Linked DNA regions of Felis catus: region 2 is linked to region 1. The links are chromatin contacts, called in public Hi-C maps. All regions are on one chromosome and are shown on one strand. Each heading gives the region's core, a stretch centred on a gene start, on an enhancer-like site or on the middle of the called end of the contact. The rest is flanking DNA. Distances are from core to core; before and after follow the strand shown. Region 1 has its middle 18 kb from the start of WDR17. Region 2 overlaps SPCS3 (signal peptidase complex subunit 3).

Evidence for each region. A called contact is a pair of places that touch in the nucleus more often than the background predicts.
Region 2: a Hi-C map of skin fibroblasts shows a contact between it and region 1, with 5 times the contacts expected there. The contact joins two enhancer-like sites. A contact is called at or near these places in 2 of 3 Hi-C or Micro-C datasets (fibroblasts and skin fibroblasts).

The regions. Positions count from the first base shown.
Region 1 is chrB1:7,684,368-7,688,762 of F.catus_Fca126_mat1.0, reverse strand. No RefSeq gene overlaps it. Among named protein-coding and RNA genes, the nearest start is that of WDR17, 18 kb to the left of the region's middle. Within about 2 kb of position 2,417, at least 1 of the 10 cell types and tissues checked has an H3K27ac peak or open chromatin away from gene starts, as enhancers often do.
Region 2 is chrB1:7,934,299-7,938,693 of F.catus_Fca126_mat1.0, reverse strand. It overlaps SPCS3 (signal peptidase complex subunit 3), which reads right to left. Exons shown (of 5, transcript XM_023252310.2): 5 at 2,883-4,395. Among named protein-coding and RNA genes, the nearest start is that of SPCS3, 13 kb to the right of the region's middle. Within about 2 kb of position 1,948, at least 1 of the 10 cell types and tissues checked has an H3K27ac peak or open chromatin away from gene starts, as enhancers often do.

The sequences.
Region 1 (4,395 bases), core at 1,168-3,667:
AAATGTTAACGTGGCAAAGTTATGACACTAGAAGCACGTGACATCAGCACAGGCTTCCAGAGGTGCAGACGCACCCGTTTTTTAGAACTAGTATCTGGGGGCTTCTGGGTGACTCAGTCAGTTAAGTGTCCAACTCTTGATCTCAGCTCAGGTCGTGATCTCACGGTTCATGGGTTCGAGCAATGGACTCTGAACTTGGGATTCTCTCTCTCCCTCTGTCTCTGCCCCTCCCCGGCTCCCACTGTCTCTCTCTTAAAATAAATAAATAAACTTAAAAAAAACCCAAAAACCTAGTATCGACGCAAGTAGCCAAACGGAGTTCTCCATTCGCTTGACGCGTTTCTCTGATTTAAATGATATATTTTAAAGACCTCTAAATGATTACTATTGTCTAATTATTTCCCTGTAGTTCTGTTCAGAAACATAAATAGCTATCTTTGTATCACCTGTCTGGTTTTCTATTTATAAACAGAAAGAAAACCCACTGTATCATTTTACATCGTGTAAAAATTACTTCCTTGGCAGTCTTGGTGGATGTGTCTGGAAGTGATACATGCTTTAACCCACTCATTTATAAAGTGGTTTATGAAGCTAAAGAAACCTTGAAACCAGGGGATCAATGATATCAGTGCTTTCCGAGTTTTTCCCTAAAAGAAAACAAAAAAAAAGCAGGGAGCAAAGTGTGAACTTTTAATGAGAGCATTGTGTGACTACAGAATTTTTTGGAAGTTTCAAACTATATTAGAACTTGATGAGAATGTCACATTGGACGCCATAAAATGTATCCATATTTTTAATACAAAACGCTTATTTATTTATTTATTTATTTATTTATTTACATTTTATTTTGAGAGAGAGAAAGTGCGAGCCCAGCAAGGGCAGAGAGAGAGGGAGAGAGAGAATCTTAAGCAGGTTCCACACTCAGCATGGAGCCTAAGGCAGGACTTGAATTCACAACCATGAGATGCTGACCTGAGCCCTCAGCAGAAATCAAGAGTCAGAGGCTTGGGGCGCCTGGGGGGCTCAGTCAGTTGAGTGTCCGACTTCGGCTCAGGTCATGATCTCATGGTCCGTGAGTTCGAGCCCCACATCAGGCTCTGTGCTGACAGCTCGGAGCCTGGAGCCTGCTTTGGATTCTGTGCCTCCCCCTCTCTCTGCCCCAACCCACTCACATTCTGTCTCTGTCTCTCTCAAAAATAAATAGACATTAAAAAAAAAAATACAAAAAAAAGTCAGAGGCTTAACCGACTGAGCCACGCACGTGCCCCCAAATACATTTTTACCCGAAATATTCACTGTTCACTAAAATTGATGGTTCAGGAAGATGATTCTTGCTTTTACCTGGGGCCTTGAATGTAAGCCTAAGGTGTTAATTGTTTCTGAGGGAAAAGTACTTCTGAGATTCATGTTGTGAGTGATAAACGTGGTCTCTTTGACTTCTCCACTGATGCCCGGAGAAGACACACTGAAAGATGCTAAAAGGTTAAAATTCGGAGAAAGCACGGTTGTATTTAGCAAAAAGAATGAGTTTTTAGGCCTAGATCTATGCTTGGATTCTAGGGTGCGACTGTCTCGTCTTTGGTGCGAGACACGTACTCAGCATCTTTGAGCTACAGTATCCTAATCTGAAAGTGTAACAAATAGTAATCAGTTTACAGGGTTATTTTAAGGATGGCCTGAGAAAAGGATGTGAAAGGGCTTAACACACTGCTAGCCTAGATTAGGCAATCAATAAGTAATCGCTGTTGTGATTATCATTTAGATAGTAATACAAGCTCTAAATTACTTTTTTTTTATTTCTCATCAGTGGACAAAATACTTATCTTTATACATAAATCAATGTAATAGAAGAAAAACTAGTTTTATTGCCAATAAAAGCAATTTGGGGGGGAGGATAAAATAAAATCATTACATTTTTCTTCTCAATTACTGCGAGTTTATATTCCTTTTTTTTTTTTTTAAATAGCTTTAATGTTTATTTTTGAGACAGAGAGAGACAGAGTGCAAGTGGTAGAGAGACGGAGACACAGAACCGGAAGTAGGCTCCAGGCTCTGAGCGGTCAGCACAGAACCTGACGCGGGGCTCAAACCCACGAATTGTGAGATCATGACCTGAGCCGAAGTTCAGCGCTTAACCAACTGAGCCACCCAGGTGCTCCTGTGAGTTTATATTCTTAAACTGATGTCACATGCCCCCCCCCTCCTTTTTCAGGGAATTTAAATAAAAATCTTACAACTGGTGTTTCTGAAAGCTAGGTCTGCGTATAGCCAAAGCACCAAGAACCTTGTTAAAAAATGCAGCTTCCTAGACCTTCTGAATCAGAACTCTGTGTGGCCCGGACTTCTAAATTAAAAAAGAAAGGCCTTGCTAAACACAAACATTAGGAGTCACTGCAGTAGACGAGCACCTACTCTCAGTTTTCTCTGGACTTCCCTGGTTCTGACGCTGAAAGTCCCATGTCCTGTGTTCTCATACCTCCCCCTTGGCCCACGCCAACGTGGGTGGTCAGTCACCCTAAAAACAGAATTTATTATCAAGATCTAGCTATGTAACAAAGACAATAGAGTGTTTGCAAAGCATTTAAATTAAGCTTTTGGAAAACAAGAAAGATTTAAGTAACAATTTCACCAAGATGATACTGCCTAAAGAACACCGATTCACTCCTGGTGTTAGGCTGCCCTCTGGTGGAGTGTGCTTTCAACTACAACAAAAGGAGAGCGGATCATTCAAGTGAATTGGATTTTTTTACAGGTTTTGTTGTTGTTTTAAGTTTATTTATTCATTTTGAGAGAGACAGAGAGAGAGAGAGAGAGAGACAGAGAGAGAGAGAGAGAGAGAGAGAGAGAGAGAGAGAGAGAGAGCATGAGTGGAAGAGAATCCCAAGCAGCCTCTGCACTGTTAGCTTGAGCTCAAGCCTCATGCGGGGGCTCCATCCCACGAACCATGAGATCACCGCCCAAGCCAAAGCAAGAGCCAGAAGCTCACCCAACTGAGCCACCCAGGGGCCCCTCTCTTTTAAAGTTTGCTGATTTCCTTTTCTATCAGGAATGGAATATGCTCTACATAAAGTTTCTCCTTTGATATTAAACACACAGAGGAAGCTCTCTGTAATGTACTTAATATCAGGCTGTGAGCCCAAACCATACAGTCCCCTAGTGGGGAAAAAGGTTATTCACTGTGCCCTTGGTATGCAAGTTCTCTTAGTTGCTGGTAGGGAGATTCCGCTTCGTGTGAAATCTCGAACGAAACAGCTCATGTAAAGTCGAGTCTCTCAGTGCTGGTCTGTGCATCCGCCTCAGCCCTCACACACTGGTGTCCCTGATTTCCATGTGTTTTCCTCCTTTGCTTCCTTCCGAACCCTGATGGAGTGTGATCAGAGAATCCTTCCTGAATCCATTTCATAAGTAGCAACTCTTTGCGTGATACTTTCTATGCTCCTTAGCCTGCATTAGTCCTCTCTAGATCAGTCAGCCACACCCAACATCTCTCCTCTCTCTCTCTGTCTCTCTCTCACCACCAATTCCACTAGAAACAGGCGGGGACTTTGCCCATATTGTTTACTGCCGTATCGGCAGCATCTCAGAGAGGACGCCCAGTAGGTCCCGGTAGGTGCACAGTATGTATTTATTGAACGAACGAATGAATGAATGGTCAGTTTTTAATAAGCATAACGCCAGCTCTCTGAGAAACAGCCCTCAGCCAGACACGGTGCATGTTTCCCTGCAAAGAAAAGTTTCAGTTAAAGGAAGTCACGCTGCAGTCGTCGTCCCACTTACCTAATTCCACAAACTGGAAATAGAGTGGTAAGGACGGGGGGTGTCGCTCACAGGCCCAGGCAGGCCCGGCACAGGCTGGCTGTGAAGATGGTGTAGGGCCCCCAGCGCCAGGCTGGGCTGCAGTCCTTTGGAGTCGCCTCAAGCTGGGTATAAATTACGTTGGGCAACAGACCAGGAGATCAGGACTAGGAAAGCCTCACTAAGCTTCAGGGTGACCGGAAGCAATCAAGGAAACAATAGCAAACGGGATGGCAAGTGCGTGGCAGGACGATTAGAAAGCGCCCAGTTCCAAGGCCAAGCTCCACGCTGGTTGGCACCAAGAAAGAGAAGCATCTCCGTGCGGTGGCGGTTACCTCGGGACCTCCTCGCCTCGTAAACGTGGGCGAGTCAAGTCTTGCTTTATTTTTCTCGCCTTGTCATCAGGATGAAAACAGGAGATCATCCGGGTAAAGTCACACGGCAAGTACGTGGTCAGCGTGGGCTGTCTGGCAGGTGCACGCAGACAGGCCCCTTGTGTACCCCTTGTGTGCACCTCTGTATAAAACCTCCACGTCGAACATTCCCGATGTTCACTGGGTCATTCCCATTCTTCTCAGATGTTTGCGGGTCCTGCTAACT
Region 2 (4,395 bases), core at 699-3,198, 250 kb before region 1:
TTTTCACAAGATGAAAAATTTTAGATGTTTAATAATATTAGCAATTCTTTTTTTCACCCCATAAATCTTTGATGTGCAACCAAAAATGTCTGAAGATCTCTTTCCTAGAGAAACACAAACCCACCAGGCTACCTGTGTGAGAATACTCACAACTGTCCATCAATAGAACAGGTGAAGAAATTATGCAGACTACGGATTGCTATGCATTACTATATTACAATTATTACACAATGAAAATTCAGCATAAACTATAGCTTCCCACAAAAACATTAATGAATCTCTCAAATTTACTGAGCCAAAGCAGCAAGACAAAAAAAAAAAAAAAAAAAAAAAAAAAAAAAAAACTCCTATGATAACATTCACTTATGCTCATAGCCAAGCAAAACTAAATTGTCACTTAGGGATGTGTGATAAATTATGTCATTACTCCCAAGAATTCCCTCCCCCTTCCTCTTAAGAGGATTACAAAGTGCTTCTTGAGACTTGCATTACTTCCTGATCGATTTTACATTTCCACCCTTTTGACTTTGGGTCAAAGGCTTTGCCATGTGACATGCCTGAGCTGATGAAATGAGTAGACACAAGGCTTGTCACATTCAATCAGAGGCTCCAGGAGGTACTGAGAAGTTCATGCAACGCGAGCCTGCTTGGCAAACCGAAAGATCAAGGTGGCCAATGGTGGCTGTGTGTGTAGATGTGTTACATGCTGGAGTGCTTTCAGTGAAACGTTTGCTTAGGCTCCTTGTATGGAAGCCATGGAGTCCCAGCAGCTTTGATGGGCTCTCAAGTGTTCAAAGTTACCCGCACTTAATAGTCTGACTCCCAGGAATCTCTTCCAAGTCCTAAAGGCATGGAGAACACGAGATCAAAGTTGGGCGAGAGCTGTGAACAGCATTCACTAAGAGATCTTTTGTGTATTCGAACAGCATTGAGTGATGCAAACAGCAGCAACCAGGGAAGAAGGAAATCAGTAAAAACTGGGTACCCCTTCACCGAAACTTAAAAAATAAAAATCACTCTAAGGAGGGAGTACTAGGGAGAAAGATTACATTTGTCAGGGAATTCTAATGCCCGATAAGTGTTTTAAAACCTAACTCTTAAAACCTAATATGCTCACTTTCAGAAAACTCTGAATGCCTACACAATTTAAACAAAAAAACACAGAAAACGCTAAAACGTTTTGTGACGCTTCTGGGCCAAGCTAATTAAGCAGCAAGATTTCTGCAGTTTCCCCCACCCCAGCCAGCCAGCTGGGAGGGCTGAGGGCCTCCCTCCCTCCCCCCACCCCGGGATGGCTGTCATGAGATGGGACACACCTGGGCCCTTCAATCACACCTTCTGGAAAACTGCCGGACCCCCTCACCTCCTTCCCACTTTGGCTTCCTTAAGGCAGGAAATGAACTACTCAAATTTTGAGGTTTCTCTATGACAGCAGTTAGTGGGACCTGAATTAACGCAGAGTAAGTATTTGAGCTCTCGAATGCCGAGATGAGAGCAGCGAGCAGGTAGCCGTCAGTCTCTCCCAACATCAAAGCGTTGGTAAAACATTACTTAGAGGTGAACGTGATCCCAGAGGATTTCAGGCCCGCCTGGTCTCGGCAGACAGGGTAATACAACAGCGGGGGTCTTAGCAGCAGGGGCTGCAGCAATGGGACAGGCCCCCAACTTCTCAAACAAACGTGGGGGGCTCTTCTAACGGGATGCGGTGCCCTCTACGCCCAAATGCCCTTGTTTTCGGATTCGCATCTCAGAACCCTCCTCCTCCCCGCTCCTCCAACTCCCACCCTTCAGATTCGTACTCCCCTCCTCTCCCAGGCAGGTTACAGCCCTTCCGAGCCTGCAAGGCAGCGGGGCGAGGGGCGCAGAAGTGGTGGCCTTAGAAGAGCAGAGGCTGTGTCTCACGGATCCCCTGCCGATCAGCACGCTTACTTTTCTCCTCCCAGATGCCTCCTGCCAGCTACCCTCAACAGATGCACCAGCGGGATGTGTGGGAAGCACCCACGTTCCAGAAAGGGGATGCCTCGTTGCTACTCTCTCGGGGGAGGGGAAGGCCCAGCTGGGAAGCTACTTTCAGCTCCAGGTCTCTTCAGGTAGAACAGGGCACACCTGCCAAAGCCATGCACTCACTCTTCTCTCTGCAGGAAGAACTCAGGAATCAGGCAACGGTTTACTGAGCCCCGGACTCTTGCTTTAACCTATGACCTGGCGAGTACGACACAGATCTAAGCACTGAAGTTCTGATGCGGGGTTGCCCAGGTTTGAAGAAAACAAAGCCAAAAGCTGGCCTGACCTCTCGTGTCCTCCCAAATAACATACGCTTAGGCTTTAAACACAAGTCCCCACTGAAGTCAGCTGATTCTCTATCCTTGAGGGAGTTGCTTTGGCTGAGTTCCCTGGGAAACGCTGTTTTCTTCGAAACTCCTCTCTCTTCTGAGGTAGATAAAGGATAGATAAAAGGTGGAATTTTCTGGAAATGCCCAGGTTCAGTGCAGCCCCATGAGCCAGACGTGTGAGGGCTGGGGGCCAAACCGGTGCAGGCTCGGCAAACCAGACCTTGACACGGAGGCACCCGCATTCCCCAGCAATTCCTTCAGGAGCTAAGCACGCATCTTGCAGATTTTGAGTCGGGTCTAGGTTGTGGTTTTCTCGTACTAGAGTAAAGCACTTTCCAGATCACTCCTCCTTCACTCACTACCCTTGGCTGGCTCCCGATCAAAAGTGAGGGCTGGGAGAACACTGGTCACAGAAGCAGGAGCAGCAGCATCCTGGCCTCGGGGTCTACAAGGAAACAAGACTCACCCCACGTCACCGGGGGCACTCACCAGGCAGGGAGAGTGTCGGCAACAAAGCGGCCCCGCGGTTTGGCCACAAAGACAAAGGACTGCATTCATCATCCGTATTTATTAGGCGCCTGGTCCGTGCAAGGCACTGTGCTAGGCGCGGGGAAAGATACAAAGACAAATCCGACAGGACTGCCCTCAAAGAGCTTACAGTCTAGGAAAGGAGCATACAGTGTCTGGAGAAGATATTTTAGATGTAAATAACCTCCCCCCACCACCCACCCCACAAAAGGGAAAAAAAAACAAGAACTTAAGTTTACTCAACTTGGCTTCATTTTCTTCTAGTTCAGCAGCTTGACATAAAAAGCATGTATCTGAAAGTCTTTTAAAATGCACACTTCTACTCGTAAACAAAATTCATCTTCATTAGAAAAAAAGGCTGTTTGTTGCAATTACGAAAATCCTCAAACACATCTTCAGTATTTTCATGAATTTTTTTCTTACGAATCTGTTATTTGTAAACAATTTCCTAAATCGCTTCAAAACGTGCAACTTTTGAAAGAGACCTCTTTAAACCCACTGGCAGTCACACAGAACATAGGCAGGCTCTCTACCAAAAGCAAAGTGTCTGAAACAAATAGGTGTTGTTTTACTACCAAAGTTCACAGCTTACGGTTTTTCTCCCTACACTCATCTCACGTCAATTCAAAACATTATAAAATAGCACCTCCAGTAACCTATACCTCAAAGACCCGAAGCTTTCAATCACGAAGCTTTAGATAGAATATTGGGGGGGGAAATGTCTGATACAACCTTAAAGACCCATCTTCGTGCTATTACTAAGCCGGCCAGACCCACCAAAGAACTGTAAAACAATTCCAAAATAGGGAATTTACAATCACCCACTTTCCCATTACACCCTTAGGAATTTCTGAAGTGTCAGTTTTCTGTTATTTTCCTTTAAGCATCAAGAAACCAAATGTAATCAACTGGGGAAATAAAAAAGCACCGACAGAGCTTCTCCAGGCTAACCTGCTACAGAAAAGGACGATGTGAGCCAACTGCAAATTACTTGGCTTCTAACCAGAATTCTTTTAGGTACGTTTCTTGCAATCGTTCTCCTTTCCCAAGATCCTCTCTGGACTCAGACATTTCTAACACTTAGGTTTCTGTTCAATCTGAAGCCTTGGACTTCGTAAGACTTCTTGAAAACACAGACACTAAGGTAGATGATATGCCGATCAAACTGAACACAAGGCCATCTGTTTTCATGAAGAATCACAGTCAACCAACAAAGCCATGCGACCCAAAAATGAGTTCCTGAGACAGAGGTTTCTTATTCCCACGTTGGAGCATCCTTGTCCTGAGCAGTTGCCCGAAGTTCAGTAAAAACCAAAACCTAACCATTGTGCTACTGGGATCTTTCTGCTCCTCTTCCTCACCCAACTCCAAAGAAGCGGGCGAACTGGTCAAATAAACTTCAACTCAAGTGAACTTCAACATTCATCTCCGGCAACCTAACACAAGCGCCATCACAGAGGTGTAGGGAACCACCACACGGGCGCCTGCACCTGGTTGGAACCGCAGGCTTATTGTGGTGCCCGCCTTCACGGAT